3 separate regions of the Mus musculus genome follow, and all the other regions are linked to region 2. Evidence: chromatin contacts called from public Hi-C and HiChIP or PLAC-seq data. All regions are on one chromosome and are shown on one strand. Each heading gives the region's core, a stretch centred on a gene start, on an enhancer-like site or on the middle of the called end of the contact. The rest is flanking DNA. Distances are from core to core; before and after follow the strand shown.

Region 1 (4,940 bases), core at 1,001-3,500, 500 kb after region 2:
ATCAAGGATTTGAAATATCCTTCAAGAATGTGTTTAAGTTTGTTTAAAACCCAATGTTTTACTTGACCTCAGAAGCCTCTCTCTCTCTCTTTTTTTAAACTTTTCATGAAACTATGCTTCTGTTGCTTGTAAAATTTGAAAAACCTTCATCTCCCTTCCCCAGGCATTCACATACGGCTTAAACTAATTCTAACTGGGGTTTAGTGGTCCTCAGTCTTCCTGATGCTGCGCCCCCCTTTAATACAGGTCCTCACGTTGTAGTGACCCCCACAACAAAATCACGTTTGTTGCCGCTCTATGAGTGTAATTTTGCTACTTTTATGAATCATACTGTAAGTATCTGTGTTTCTGTGTTTCCGACAGTTCTAGGTCTACCTCCCTGTCCCTCTAACCTTCTTTTCCACCTGCCCAGTGTTGGAGGGTTAGAAGGGATCCTGGTGAAGAAAGGTGGTGGGTATAAGAACCCAATAAAGTAGCTTAAAAATCACAGTACAGAGAACTGCAAAGTAAAGGAAGAAAGTGGGAGGTAGGTAAAATAAAAGAATGTTTAAACCACCAAAATGGAAGCTGTACGAGAGTGGGTTTACTCTAACTATATAGCACATGAGAGGTATCTCCGTGGCGGTACAGTAAACATGTCACAAAGCCACCCAGGCTCCCTCTAAGACAGCAGGGGATTCTATGATTCGTTCAATATCTAGAGCATACATACAAAGGATATATATTCTTAACCATGGAATGCCAAACTTTAATTAGCTGATGCTTTTGAGTTGACATTGAGGTCTTTTCTATAGAATTGCTTAACTTGGAACTTAAAAAGGGTAATTAAAATAATCCTTTAAAAATCAAAATGAGCGTCAATGAATTCTTTGAATGATATATTATCACCCAGCAAACATAGACACCCCTCTTTCTCACCAGATAATAAACATCCTCTCTATGATGTCAGTTCTCGGTCTTTCCTCACACTTAGTTCACAGTTATAAGCAATATGCTGGAGCACATAGAGTCTTTCTTCTAGTCATTATAATTTTTTTCTGTAGAATGTTAGTTTTCATGGTCGTAGTTTTTTGCGAATGCAATAAGGTACTGTTGGACTTCAGTTGATTAGAGAATAATTAATAATTCTGTCTCTACTCCCCCTCTTTTAGATATGAGATATAATGTATCACTTGTCTCACTTAAGTAGTGACTTAACAATGAAGGAAAGTTGATAATCAGTCACTCAAACACACTATTCTGAACATGAGTCAAAACGTCAAAGTACATTTTATAAATATGAACCAATATTATAGTCAGTAAGAACGATGATCTTTCTGTCTTGAAACATGGTGCCATAAACTTAGCTTAAGATCGGGCACCAAACAACCTCTCACAGGAACTTGAGAGCATCATTTTCCTGCTTCCTATTTCTGCATACATTTCTCAGACAGTGCTGCCTGTGGTGGGGTGGGAGGGGATCCACACCAGTGTCGATGTGTGAGCTCTGCAGCAAGCCCACTTTCATTATCTCAGAAGTAGCTCTATGTTGGAATGAGATGGTGACTTGTGTGCAGTTCTCTTTCTCTTTAAACCACAACTAAAATAGTCAGTGGAATTTTAAAGGGATTAAAAAGGTGTCTTGAAGCCAAAAGAAAAAGGGATACCATTCGCATTCCAGTTATCTCCAAGAATTCTGGAACTGGACTGAAGAAATGATGATTCAAACCCATGCTTGCTGATAAAGATGCCCAATTTCAGAGCAGCAGGCGAAAGGGATTCCCAAAAAAATGGCAACAACAGCCCCAAAGAGATGAAAAGTAAGGCTGTGTGGAACACTCGCAGAGCAGGGTCAGGCTCTTTGTTATCCCGTTTGAGGTTTTGATTCTATAGCAGAGATCAGCAAGCTTTATAGAAAGAGGACCAGCTAGTAAATATTTTCAGCTCTGCTGAACATGTGGTGTCTCGTGACGACTCACCTCGGACATCACAGCATGAAACCACTCTTAGCGATATCTTAATGAACAAGCATGGCTGTGCTCCAATAAAACTTTATGGACACCGAGGTTTGAATTTTATGTAATTGTCATGTATCCATAAAATATTATTCCTTTTACTCTTTCCCAGCCATTAAAATGTTTTCTTAGCTCGCTGGCCTTTCAAAATTGGGTGGCAGACCAAGCTTGGCTGACCTGTGGTAGCTTGCTAAGCAATAACATCAGAAGGAAGCTCTGGTTAGGGTCCTAGAGCATATGGGATAACTCAGAAGCACTGAGACGGCATGGCAAGCATGCGCACCAGGAAGGAGGCCAGTGGAAGATGTACGAGTTGACTGCTGTGAAAACCCAGCCAAACACATTGCTGGAAAAGGACTATTATGCAATTACTCAGCAAACACACTGGCCCTCTCACACACACGTATATAACATTCACAGACACATGCGCACACACCCCCAAATGTCACAAGTAATGTTTGGCAAACCAGTCTGTTCAGGAGAAAAAGAGTCAAGAGAACTGGACAAATTATGCATTCAAATGATCCAAATAAACATTCAAGATGTACACAAAGAGAAATACCCATACATTTTACCCATACTCAAAATCCTTATAAATAAGGTATATTAAAACAAACTAGTGTAATTTAATATATAAAATTGATAAAAAGCTCAGGGCAGCAATATCTGAAAAAGCTACAAGAAATGTGGTTACTCTCACCCTGTTAACAACGGTGTATTGTAAAATCACCCTTCAGCAAGCCACTCTACCGAGAGGAGGAGTTTACCCTGGAGGATCAAACAATGCTACAACACAAAGATTTATGTGTAAGGAAATTGATTCTTTCGATATTCCTTATTGTAGAAAAACAATTGCATCAATTCCGTTCCCTAGGAGAGGACTTGGGTAAGTATGGGATACCCAGACGTAGAGTTCTATATGGCTAATAAAATGTTTATAGGTTTTGTTTTGACATGAAAATCTGCTTATAATTCATTGTAAGTGAAACAAGCGGGTTCTAAGGCAGCGCCTCCAATGTGACCTCCACACTGGAAGGATTTTGCAGTCCGTGTGTGCAGCGCGTGGTGCATAAGAGAGTTGTACATATGTTTATGGAACTAGGGAACAAAACTTGCATGGACATGCACTGATGATTTAGTAGTGGTGCTCTCCATGTGTGCAGCCATCTTGTTTATAGATCCCTGGGGGGATTATGCTTTGCATTTTATGGAATGGGATCGCTGGGCAGGAGTCCTTCTGACGTCTCATATGTTTTCAAGGGCAGTCAGTGTTGCTGGGCTGTGGTGCTCCCCTGTAGGAATATACCCCACACTGTTCCAACCAGCACGCCTCCTAACGCACATGTGCAGAAGGTTTCCTAAACGATTTCTTTAGGATGAAATCGATAAGCTGTGAGGACTAAGCATTTTTAACTTTATTACTTAATGCCCAAATTCATAGCCTACCAATAATATGATACCCATTGTCCCAGAACTCTGACGAACTTTTGGCTATGATGCCGTTGAATGTCATTCCTTTTCTTTTTAATCTTTGTCTAGAATGTTGATTATTTCTGTTATTCCAGGAGAGGGTATGGTCTTCACATTTCAATTTACTCATTGGTTTGCTTCTACACCACTAATTTTCTTCTCAAGTTGCATAAGATATCACTTTTAGCCACTGAAGGTTTAATTGTACTAGGTACACTATAGTTTTATAAGTGGATTTTTATAATATTCCTGCCTTCATTTTTTTCATTTGCTCAGAATTTAGCTACTTGTGATGTTTTGAAAACCTTTTAAATTAGATTATCGAGACATTGCACATTTCCAGTGGAGCTCTGATTCCCTATTTTCCTTAGGTCTTTGTTTCCATATTCACTTTGTATTCTTCTCTCTGTGCACGTTTCAACCTTGGATCATCATCTGTGGGAGACATAGTGGGCACAGGTTGAGTTTTCATAGAGATTTGCATGGATACTAGGGCTTACTGAAACTTGGGACCACTTTAAATTATCTTTATGAGATGTTTTGTGCTTCAAAGTAACAGAAATGTAAAACCTATCCATATGGAGATGTCCTTGTGTTAACTCTACCTGGAGAGGATTTCTTTACTGGTCCTTTGGTTTATGGATCAGGTCTTCAGAACCAAACTTCTGTTTTCTTCTCTTAGTTTATTTATCCCACCCCTGTCCAGCAAGGATGCAGTTCCTCCAAGGATGCAATCTTCTAAGGGTCTAGCTTTGGATGTGGACTTTCTGTTAGATATATACATTTGTCTATGTTTCAACCTAGTCAGCTTGGATTGCCATGAAAAAATGGCATGGCTACATTGCTTTTCCTAGGTGATGTGCCTATGGATACCTATTTCCTTCAGATACAGGAAATAAATACAGACCAATAAAACGATTTCATCCAAGACCATTCTAGTAATCCAATCAGTATATTGAAGTGATGCCCATGAGCATGGGTGACCCAGGAAGCTACATCACTGAAAAGTTTGCCTCACCATGGCTTCCAAGCCAGAAAATCTCCATCACTCACATTCACTACATAGTTTGCCAAGGCTACATCATCAATGAAGACCACTCCTCCCTGGAACCAACAGTTAGTTACTGCTGATAGTGAGTCTCAAATGTTTCCCATGTAGCCTGGGCCTCTTGTGAGTTTCACCAGGCTGTCTTTCCTCTGGGAGGGAATGTTTCAATCCAGCGGAAACCACTATGCAAGTACCGTAAACTGGGTGGCTTAGAAGCATATATGTCGTCACACACATCTGAATGCTGGAGGCTAAAATCTGGCTGCCAATATGGTTGGTTTCCACGAATCTTTCTGTTGGATTTAAAATGGTCTTCTTAATATATTTGAGAGAGTGTTAGAAAAACATAGATAGAGAAAGTCTCTCTCTTCTGATTTTATTAGACTGGGTATTCCCACTTATAACCTCAATCAGACTTAATTATCATT
Region 2 (4,659 bases), core at 925-3,424:
CAATATCAAGGAAACCTGACAAATTCAACATGAAAGAGGACTGTGAAGTTGGCAGCCTGCAACACTCTGGAAAGAGCTGCCAGGAGACTGGCATGAACTGGCAGAGTATCTCTTCAAGGAGGACTTTGGCTGGGAGCGCTTGCCATTTGGGAAAATAACTGTACTTCAAACCATGTTCTTCAGGAGACCTGTGGGCACAGGGCAGCCACTGATGGCTGCAGCCATAATTGGCTTCTGAGGTTTCTCTCTCTGGCCTCTTTGTCATCTGTGTTAGAAGTCAGAGTTGTCACACCCACCACTGTAGCCTGAGAAATGTCTGTGACGTATAGCCTTTCTCAGGCAGCATGGCACTGAAGTGCCAAAATGCTGGAGACAGCTGAGTGGGAATTTTCCAATCACTTAATTCTACTCAAGTAAAGATCTGGCCATTTCCTTCTAACAGATGGAACATTTGGCTTCAGAGAAAATTCAGCTCCATTCCTGATTCCATCTTGAAAGGCAAAACCCAAGCCTATTATATTTTCCCTTAGCCTTGAGACTGAGAAAAAAAAAAGAAAAAGAAAAAACAATTCTCCATCGCCAAATGTTTGTTGACTGAATCTCTTCTGGCGCAAAGAAGTTCGTTAACCCATATACACATGCGCGAGGTCTGGGGGTTAGGGTAAAGCTAACAAGGACATAAACATACAAATAAACTCAGTAGTAGACCTGTATGGGTTGGTCTGGTGCTGCTTGTATTTAAATGCTAAATACTGGCTCCCAAGATCTGGTTGCAATGGATCCACTACAAGAGACCTTACTTGTATGCCTTTGTATTTGGGACTCAAAGACCAGCTATCTTCTGGGACTTCAAGGAAACGGCTATCTTGGTACCATTAAGAAGAACCCAGGAGGGAGGGAGAAGGGCAGGTGTCGGCGATGGGGCTGCCAAGCTGTCCTGCCCTTCTCCTCCTTTAATTCAGAGTGACTCACTGGCCTCTCTGGCCTTTACTGCTCTCACTTGGAAAGTGTGTCAGTAATCCCAGAATGACCTGCAGGGCTCTGTGAGAAACAGACAGCTCGACAGAGGGAAAAGCGCTTTGTAAGCTGTAAAGTTCTATGTAAATATTATTAAAGCAGAACCGAGTATCGGGATGTTAGCCCTTCAGAGTCACCCGGGGAAGACGTCTCAGTTTTTAGAAGAGGAATTGTTAGGACATACTGTGTAAAAATATGACTTTTTCTTGGGGTGATTTATAAATAGAGCAAAATGTTTAAAACAACACAGCAGCTGAGTGGTGGTGGCGGCGATGGTGGTGGTGGCGGCAGCGGTGGTGGTAGTGGTGGGGTCCTTCTGCAATGGGCTTCTTTTCTTCTATCTTGTTTCCTGGAAAGATCAAAATCAAAACCACCACACACGTATTTTCTGCTTCTGCCCTGGCACGGCATATTTCCCACATCCTAATCGTGCAAGAAGAAGAAGAAGAAGAAGAAAAAACAACCAAAACCAAAATGAGCCTTTCAAAGTGCCAGGCATTTGACATATCGCCCATTGAATTCCTTGCCAGCCTTGCCAGGTGGATATTATTAATGCTATTTTCTATAAGGGACCACCTAAGCCCAGACAGGTGAAGTCATGTGACTGCAAAGGACTAGAATGATGAGACTGAGACTTACTGGCTCCCAGGTTGCTGCTCCTTCCTCCCCAGGAAGGCTAGCCTAAAGACCCTCTCCATTTCCCCTCCTGAATGGAACATCTGTAAAGATGTGGGTAGCTGGGCTCTTTTTCACCACAAAAGACAGGAAGAGGCTCTCTCTTACAGTTGGAGACAACCTCCCAACCACTGGCTTGCCGGCCAGGACCCGTCCCTTTCTGTCCCCTTGTGGCTTAATTGCCATGCCTTCCTCTGTATGAGTTTCCAGACTCTGGGCCAAGCTCCTTAAAAGGCAGGTAGGGGAGAGTTCTCTGCCGGCCTGGCAGCCAGCCATCCCCCCCACACCCCTCAGATCCGCTGCTAGCTGCTTCAGAGATCAACATAGAAGACATTTTTTTTCCCAAAGTGAAACTTATCAGAACTTTGCTGACTGTGGCAGGAATGAAGGCCCTGGGGGTGGGGACCAAGCCTTTGGAGGAGGGGTGGGGTGCTCATTTTATGACCCAGGAATGAAAACATTGTGAATAATGAATAAAGTCCGAAAGTAGTAAATCTGAGACTCCAGAGAAGGCGAGTAACATGTCAGGGAGCGGTTTAAGCCTTCGCCCCTCCTGCAGAGGTGCGGCCCAAGTTTCATTAAATAGCCTTTAAGGGTTAGGATTACAAGAAGCCCAGTCCCCTGGTTCATAATGATGATTTATGGCTGTGTTGTCGACTCCGCGACCCTTCTGTACAAGGGATGGAGAAAATACATAATTTGCTGCTCATTAACTGTGCAATCTGTCAGGGCGGCTCCAGAAGCCATGTGGTCCCGGAGCCTTGCGTCTGCTAAATGGCTTCAGCAAGGCTGTCCTGGAGACACAACTGCTCCTCCACCATAGGAAATGGTTTTGATAAGAGTGGCACTAACAAGCTGGTAGCCTGCCCATGTCTTGGAACTGAGAGACAGTGGACTTTACTCCTCGGTCATCTCCCATCCTTCAGAGAGCCCCAGAATCCCCATCTGTACAACGGACTTGCCTTGTCACAGAAAATCACACTGCATGAGGCTTGAGCCAGGATTTCTTTGTCAGTGTGGCCTGGTCCTGGCAACTCAGGAGCAATCCGAGGGCAGGTATTGTGCCCAGGGCCTTGGTTCTGCTCCCAGCTTATAGGTAGTTCTTACAAGAAACCTTCCTCTACTGTTGTCTGACCTGTTGCCTCTGCTTGGTTAGGAAGCTGGGTCAGAAGAGAGTTAATGGCATCGCTCTTAGGAAGTACTAAGTCACGATTCTGCGGATAGAGAAGTTGACCTGCTCCAGATTCACCCTGTGAGTGGAGGACTCCCATCATGGGTACTTGATACTTATTCAGTGGCCACCCCCACTCCCTGCACGTAAACACACCTGAGTGTGATTTATAAATAAAGAATCAGAAGGAGTCAGCAATCGGGGCTGTGGCAGTGGACATCTGGAACTTGTTAGCCTATAAGATTCCATAGGGTAAAAGTGTAAACAGGTTGGAAGAGGGAAATGAGTTGAGGATGGGGGTAGAGAACGTTGGGCAAAGACTGAGTGTGTGTGCCTGGGTGGGATATTTGGGCCCCAGTCTCTTCAGCACAGAATGGTTGCCTTCATTTCTGACCTGCCGTGACACTCAGATTTCATCTCTTATATGTTATCAGAGGGACCTCGGCAAGGATTAGGGGACACTGCCAGGTCACATGTCTTCAAGGATCGACTCCTCCTGCTCCCTGACATTTGTCTGTTTCTTTAGTGAGCATTTCTGAGGCCCTATGAAGAGCTAAATATTCTGCTTTCTCAGGGACTAGCTAGGCAAGCACGCTGACTGGGCCGGCCTTTGACCACCCCTGTCCCTATAGAATCATCCACAAAGTGATCTGGAAAAGGTGTGGCACTTATAAACACAGTCAACTAGGGCTCTTGTGTCAGCGTGCCTTGCTCCCTCTCCTGCCCCTGCTTGTCGCTGGGCCCAGCTGCTATGTTTATCCTACACACCATCCTTCCCCACACTTTGGGGCCTTTGAGGACCCAGATTAGACTCCTGCTTTGATGCCTTTCCCCACTGTAAAGTTATTCCTTTACAAAGGACCTCTGCAAAGGAGTGCCCTGAATGTGCCAATCTATTGCTTCCCTTGTGGTTGTGAACGCGTCTGCTCACCGAAAGGGCGGGCAAGTGTGGTCCATAATCCTTCATGGGAGGAAGTGTGAAAGGGACTTTTGTGGTGAGTGATGAGCCGACCATCCCTGCTCCTGGCCTGGAGTTGCAACCAGGAAGTGGCCACAGCTGTGCTGTGGAGTTAAGAAAGGGGGAGGGGGCACTGCACGGTTGTGTTTTACCCAAGCAATTCGGCCGAGTCAGGGAGACACTATCCACATGTGTACACTATCCACATGTGTTTCACCAAAGGCAATTTGATCTAATGACAAAAAGATGCTGTCCACAGTAACCTTACAGAGTGACAGCTGGCCCCTGCTTGCTGAAAAGCCAGGCAGTTTGAGCAGCAGGAAGACATTGTGGGAAGAGCATGTGACCCAGCCTTCTCCTTTGGCTCTCAAACCCAAGGAGAAAACCCAGCTTGATTGAGGAATTCAGACTCCTAAAGGCACCATATTGAATGTTTCTTGGCTTTTATTTAGGTGTTTCTGTTTGTTTTTGAGACAGAGCCTCACTGTGGAGCCCAGTCTGGCCTTGAATCCTTCATCTTCCTGCCTAGGCCTTCCAGTGCTGGGATTGTAGGTGTGTGCCACGGTGCCCAGGTTAGACCAGTGTTTTGTTTGTTCATCATGCTACATATGTGAAAAATAAAATAGGACTAGAGATGTCAGTCAGTGTGGGGCCTTAGGTTCAGTCCTCAGTCTAGAAAACTAACTAAATAAATGTTAATAAATATAAGAAATAAAAAGCCTGTCTTTCCATGACTCAGCACTTTTCCACCAGTGTTCTTTCATATAAACCAGCCATTCTGCAAAGGCGAGCAGCCTCCTTTTATGGGGAAGGAGGCTGAAGCACGTGAGGCTTGAGG
Region 3 (4,568 bases), core at 385-2,884, 270 kb after region 2:
CTGGCTGAGACTTAACACTTGAGCATAGCCAACTGACTTCTAGAATGAAGGGAACTCCGAGATACATACAACCTATGATATGGAAGGAACTTTTCCCTACCAACCTTCCTCTTTCCTGAGCGAGCACTTGATATTGCTCACTCAATACCTAGAGGGTCCCCACTCTCGTGGGGGGGGGTTTGGCCTTACCCTCTGGATAGCCTTCACTTTTCATTAGTTTTGGCTTTCACTACTGTTGCCTCCTTAAGGGCAGGTAATTATGCCATCAGCTTTAACCATAGGTTTTCCATAGAAGACTGTTTACTAAACTGGAACCACTTTGGCTCTAAACATGGAAGGTCAGAACGCCCTCATGGAAAAAGCTGAGACGGAAATTCTTCATGTTCTGCATGTTCAAAATGAGGTGCACTCTGAATGAGTAGAGAGCCTAGAAAGCTGTGGGCTGTTTAGAGATGAGTTCATTTGCAACGTAACTGCTCTAGGTTTCAAGAGGTTGAGGATGTGTGGGATTTGATCCCAGGGAAAATCTCCTATTAACCCAACCAAGTCAGGGCCAAGTCCTTAGCATTCAGAAGCAATGACAAAGTTTCTTTGGTCATGGATAAAGCTTGAGGGGACTAGGAGGCTCTCTATAAGTTGACAAGCATCAGATGGGGACAGCATGCCATTCCCCACTCCAGCATACCAACCCAGAACATTGTCCACAAGCGCTTCATATACCGTACTCTTAATTATCTGTGGAAGGCAGCATACTAGTCATTAATAAAGACCTCGCCTAAGGTGTCAAACTGACCTGGGTCTGAATCCTGACCTGACTATCTGGTGACTGAGTGGAAAAGCCACTTCTCTGAGCCCATTTCTCCATCTACCCTTCAGTGACTAGTATGGCACCCACGTAAGAAGCTGAGGGTGAAGATGTAGAGGACAATGCAGGAGGAAATCCATTGTAGGATTTTTAAAGAAATAGTGACATTTACTCCCTCCCTAGTCTTGGCTAAGGCTCCATCCCATCTTTCAGACTTGGTCGCTTTTATACCTCTGACTCCTCTTGTCTACACATCCTTCTTTTGCAAGCATCACAGTCGTACAATTCAAACCTTGTCCACCAGGAGCATAGGTTATATTTTGGTACCAAACACCTTCCTCTGTGACTTTGTCCCTCACATCCCAATTCACAGATGGTAAAAAGAAGTTACTGGGCTACTCTCCTACAACATCGGGCCTTATAAAAATTTGAACCAAATCACAGATGGCATGTCAACAACTCCTTTCTCTTCTCTCTCTCTCTCTCTCTCTCTCTCTCTCTCTCCCTCTCTCTCTCTCACACACACACACACACACAAACACACACACATACACACACACACACACACACACAAACACACACACATACACACACACACATTTCCTTCTGGAACATTTATTATTTACACACCACTGAGTCTCCATCAGCCATTTTTCAAGAGTGGCACAAAGTGAATTCTCCACAGAGAAGAACAAACGAGCGATTGAAAGGGATTTCACGCCTGAATGCCCTCATTCTACTCAAGGCCGGCCATCGTGGCTGCTACCTCTCTGTTCATTATCAAGGGAGCTGGAGTTTGTCACTTGCACCAGATCCTGGCCTCTCCCAGAGACCCTCTGGAGAAGGCCTCCTCGGTTACCGTAGAAACGTCTTCCTTCCTGGATGCAGACCCATGAAGGCTCAGGCTTCGAGACCCAAGAGGGGCCTTGTTTAAACAGGAAAGAGCAGACAGTTTAATGAGTAGCTTTGCAGCTCAGATTCCTACACAGTTTACAGTAGTTGAAGTAATAAAATTCATAATGAATGTTTCTTTATTTTAGTTTTATGTTTGTTTTCTTCTCTCTTTTTTTTTTTTTGCCCTTTTGTTTTGTTTTTCCTGAATACTCTCCAACTGATGGTAGGCATTTTTAATTACTAGGGAAATATCATTGAAGAAGAAAGAATGCACAGTCTGTATGTCCATGTGTCCCATTTATTCTTCACGATATTTCCACCACATACATAATTATTACATTGGGGAAATGGAGAGTCAAAGAGCTTAAATTACCAGCCTTGGACACATGGCTATTTGTGAGAAATGGACCTTTCAAGTGAGCAACTCCCCCAACAAAATCTGAATCCATTAATGAAGTGGGAGTTAAATGTGTGATTTTTCAACAGGTAAACACGATTGGCAGTTTGATCCACAAAGAAGTGTAACATCAGCTTGCAGGAATAGGATGACTGACTGGGAGGAGGACACAGTCGAAGAGGCCCATCATTAAGCTTTCTTTTGAGGGGAGTTTTGTCCTTGGTTGCCTTTGATGACTTGAGACCACACAACTAGTCAGAAATCTTACCATACAGGGCCGAAGTCAAGAGGCCACCTAGAATGGTTATTTGGTCGTGTGATAGACATCAGGAGCATTCCACACACTACCTTCCTTGAGCAGTAGATTCATTGACACAACCAATACAGCATTAGAAAGGTAAGGGCAAAGAGCCAAACAAGTCTGTCTAATTGCCAAGCCTGGTGTTCTGCTGGTGTTTCATCTTCTGCTCCCCCAGAGCAGACTCCTATGAAAAAACTGAAGGCCCTCTGTCTCAAGGCCTCAGGCATTACTTTACATACCAGAGGCAGGCTGTCCAGGGGGAAATTGTACCTGAGCTAGGTAGGGAGAGAGTTTCTGTCTTTCTGGGAAGGAGCTGGGATACTGTGGTACCCAGCGGGCGCTCTAGATGGAGTTGGGATGCTTCTACAGTCATGAATGAGCAAACAAAGCAATTGAAAGGCAATTACTACTCTGTAAAGGGCCTGGAAACAAGCTGGCAGCTGTGGGGGAGTTCTGAACTGTGAGAACTGCCTGGAGCCAGAGGCAGGTGATTTTAAAGGCCAGGGGATTGTTTTATCAGGCCACTGAGGCTCTTACTCACAGCGACTTTCTTCCATGCAGGACAGTTACTGTTGTCTACCTGTTCTCGTTAAGCCAACAGCCAAAAAGACTGACAATCTTTCTCTCTCTGTCTCTCTCTGTCTCTCTCTCTCTCTGAAAAAAGAGGAGTAGAGGTTTTGGGACAAGGTTCTTAGAAAGGACTCAGTACTTTATTTCACAATACAGAACCCACAGTAAATGCTAACTGACACTTATGAGATGAATGACAAGAAGGACAGAAAGCCATAGGAGCCACCGCAGACCTCCTTCTGTACCCACTCACCACCAAGTGTGCCACACTGGACATTTCTCCAAGCTTCACATTCTGTCCCATCTGTATGGCTGTGCATAGCCCTGGCCAGTGCCCTGTGTCTGCTTCACTCCTCTCCAGACCTCACCCATGATAGATCCTTTCCTCCCAGACCTCTCTTCTGAGAGCTGCTTGTTAGCTTCATATTTTCTTACTTTGTTAGATCCACCTCGTTGAGAACAGAGCCAGGAGGCTCTATTGGACATTTCTGAGTCTTTTTTCACACTAGAATGTGAACTCCGGAGTGAGCAGACCTCTCAGGCCTTTGTTCCTTGGTTTATTTGGCCACAAAAAGAACATGTATGGTATGGTAGGCATTTGTAAATGAACAAGTGTCTCAGTGGGTTCTAGGCCAATTCACGGAGTCTCCACTGTAGCCTCGACTGGAAACAGAAAATTACCATGCTTGTTGAGATGTGGCTCAGGGGTCCAGTCTCACCCTCACTGCCACCTCTCTGGTTGACCACAGCACACCTTTACCATCTGTAAGTCCCCTATTACATATGATCATATGACAGAGTTTTATAAATTGTGACTTAGACAAGAGTTTGGGTGCATTAAAAGCTTTTCCCAAATGTGGGTTGTTCCTATTGAGGGCATGTTTCTGAAATGGTGTTTTGTAGAACACATATGTCATGCCATGTTAGTAGGTCCTTCACAGAAAGGATATTATAATAGTTAGTACTTGGATGTAATGGAGAAAGCAAAGCTAGGAGCAGCCATACAGACCTTTAGTCTGCCTCATCTGCACACAGCCACTGATTCCCCAGAGTTGATGGTGATGCCGGTGTGGCACTTAGTGCTTTTGGATCTACCATTTGATGGTCAAGGTGTTGGAGACCTAAAACAAGCCCAAGGTCACTCAGGTAAGGATGACAGTCCTACAATTTGAAATGGGTGTCTGGGCTGCTAGCTGAAACTCTTTACATTAAATACGGTGACCATACAGGCGCACTTTACACTCTTTTAGCCACAGTTTATTGTATATTGCTTCTCTGTCTTATTCTGTAGTCTATGACCCTCATTATTTCTCGCATGCAAAGTGGGGATCATAATTTTCCCAGTTTATGAAAGTTGTCATGTGATAGAATGAACACATTTTAAAATTTTTTTCATATTTGAATTTGTACTCAGCAAACACTACACTTTTTTTTTCCTGAAAAATTTAGTGTACTAAGTACCTCAAAAGAGGGTTAAAGTTAAGTAGTGGGTGGTTTAATATTTTAATAATCGAGAGCAAATTCAATTAGAACATTATGCATTTTATCCTCAAATAAACTCTGTTCCCAAATTTAGCAGAGTGAATGAGAAAAATCAATAT

What was found. A called contact is a pair of places that touch in the nucleus more often than the background predicts. HiChIP or PLAC-seq counts read pairs in DNA pulled down with a chosen protein or histone mark.
Region 1: a Hi-C map of uterus shows a contact between it and region 2, with 2.3 times the contacts expected there. The contact joins two enhancer-like sites. A contact is called at or near these places in 1 of 484 Hi-C or Micro-C datasets (uterus) and 3 of 115 datasets of contacts at active chromatin or transcription factors (embryonic stem cells and heart atrium).
Region 3: an H3K27ac HiChIP or PLAC-seq map of stem cell-derived neural progenitor cells shows a contact between it and region 2, with 3 times the contacts expected there. The contact joins two enhancer-like sites. A contact is called at or near these places in 5 of 115 datasets of contacts at active chromatin or transcription factors (embryonic stem cells and stem cell-derived neural progenitor cells).

Annotation. Positions count from the first base shown.
Region 1 is chr4:105,706,326-105,711,265 of GRCm38.p6, forward strand. No RefSeq gene overlaps it. Among named protein-coding and RNA genes, the nearest start is that of Gm29922, 140 kb to the right of the region's middle. Within about 2 kb of position 2,251, at least 8 of the 459 cell types and tissues checked have an H3K27ac peak or open chromatin away from gene starts, as enhancers often do. A contact at or near this core is called in uterus, where this site is marked.
Region 2 is chr4:105,203,302-105,207,960 of GRCm38.p6, forward strand. The region is part of intron 2 of Plpp3 (phospholipid phosphatase 3); the gene reads left to right. Among named protein-coding and RNA genes, the nearest start is that of Plpp3, 48 kb to the left of the region's middle. Within about 2 kb of position 2,175, at least 53 of the 459 cell types and tissues checked have an H3K27ac peak or open chromatin away from gene starts, as enhancers often do. A contact at or near this core is called in stem cell-derived neural progenitor cells and uterus, where this site is marked.
Region 3 is chr4:105,473,732-105,478,299 of GRCm38.p6, forward strand. No RefSeq gene overlaps it. Among named protein-coding and RNA genes, the nearest start is that of Gm40217, 160 kb to the left of the region's middle. Within about 2 kb of position 1,635, at least 56 of the 459 cell types and tissues checked have an H3K27ac peak or open chromatin away from gene starts, as enhancers often do. A contact at or near this core is called in stem cell-derived neural progenitor cells, where this site is marked.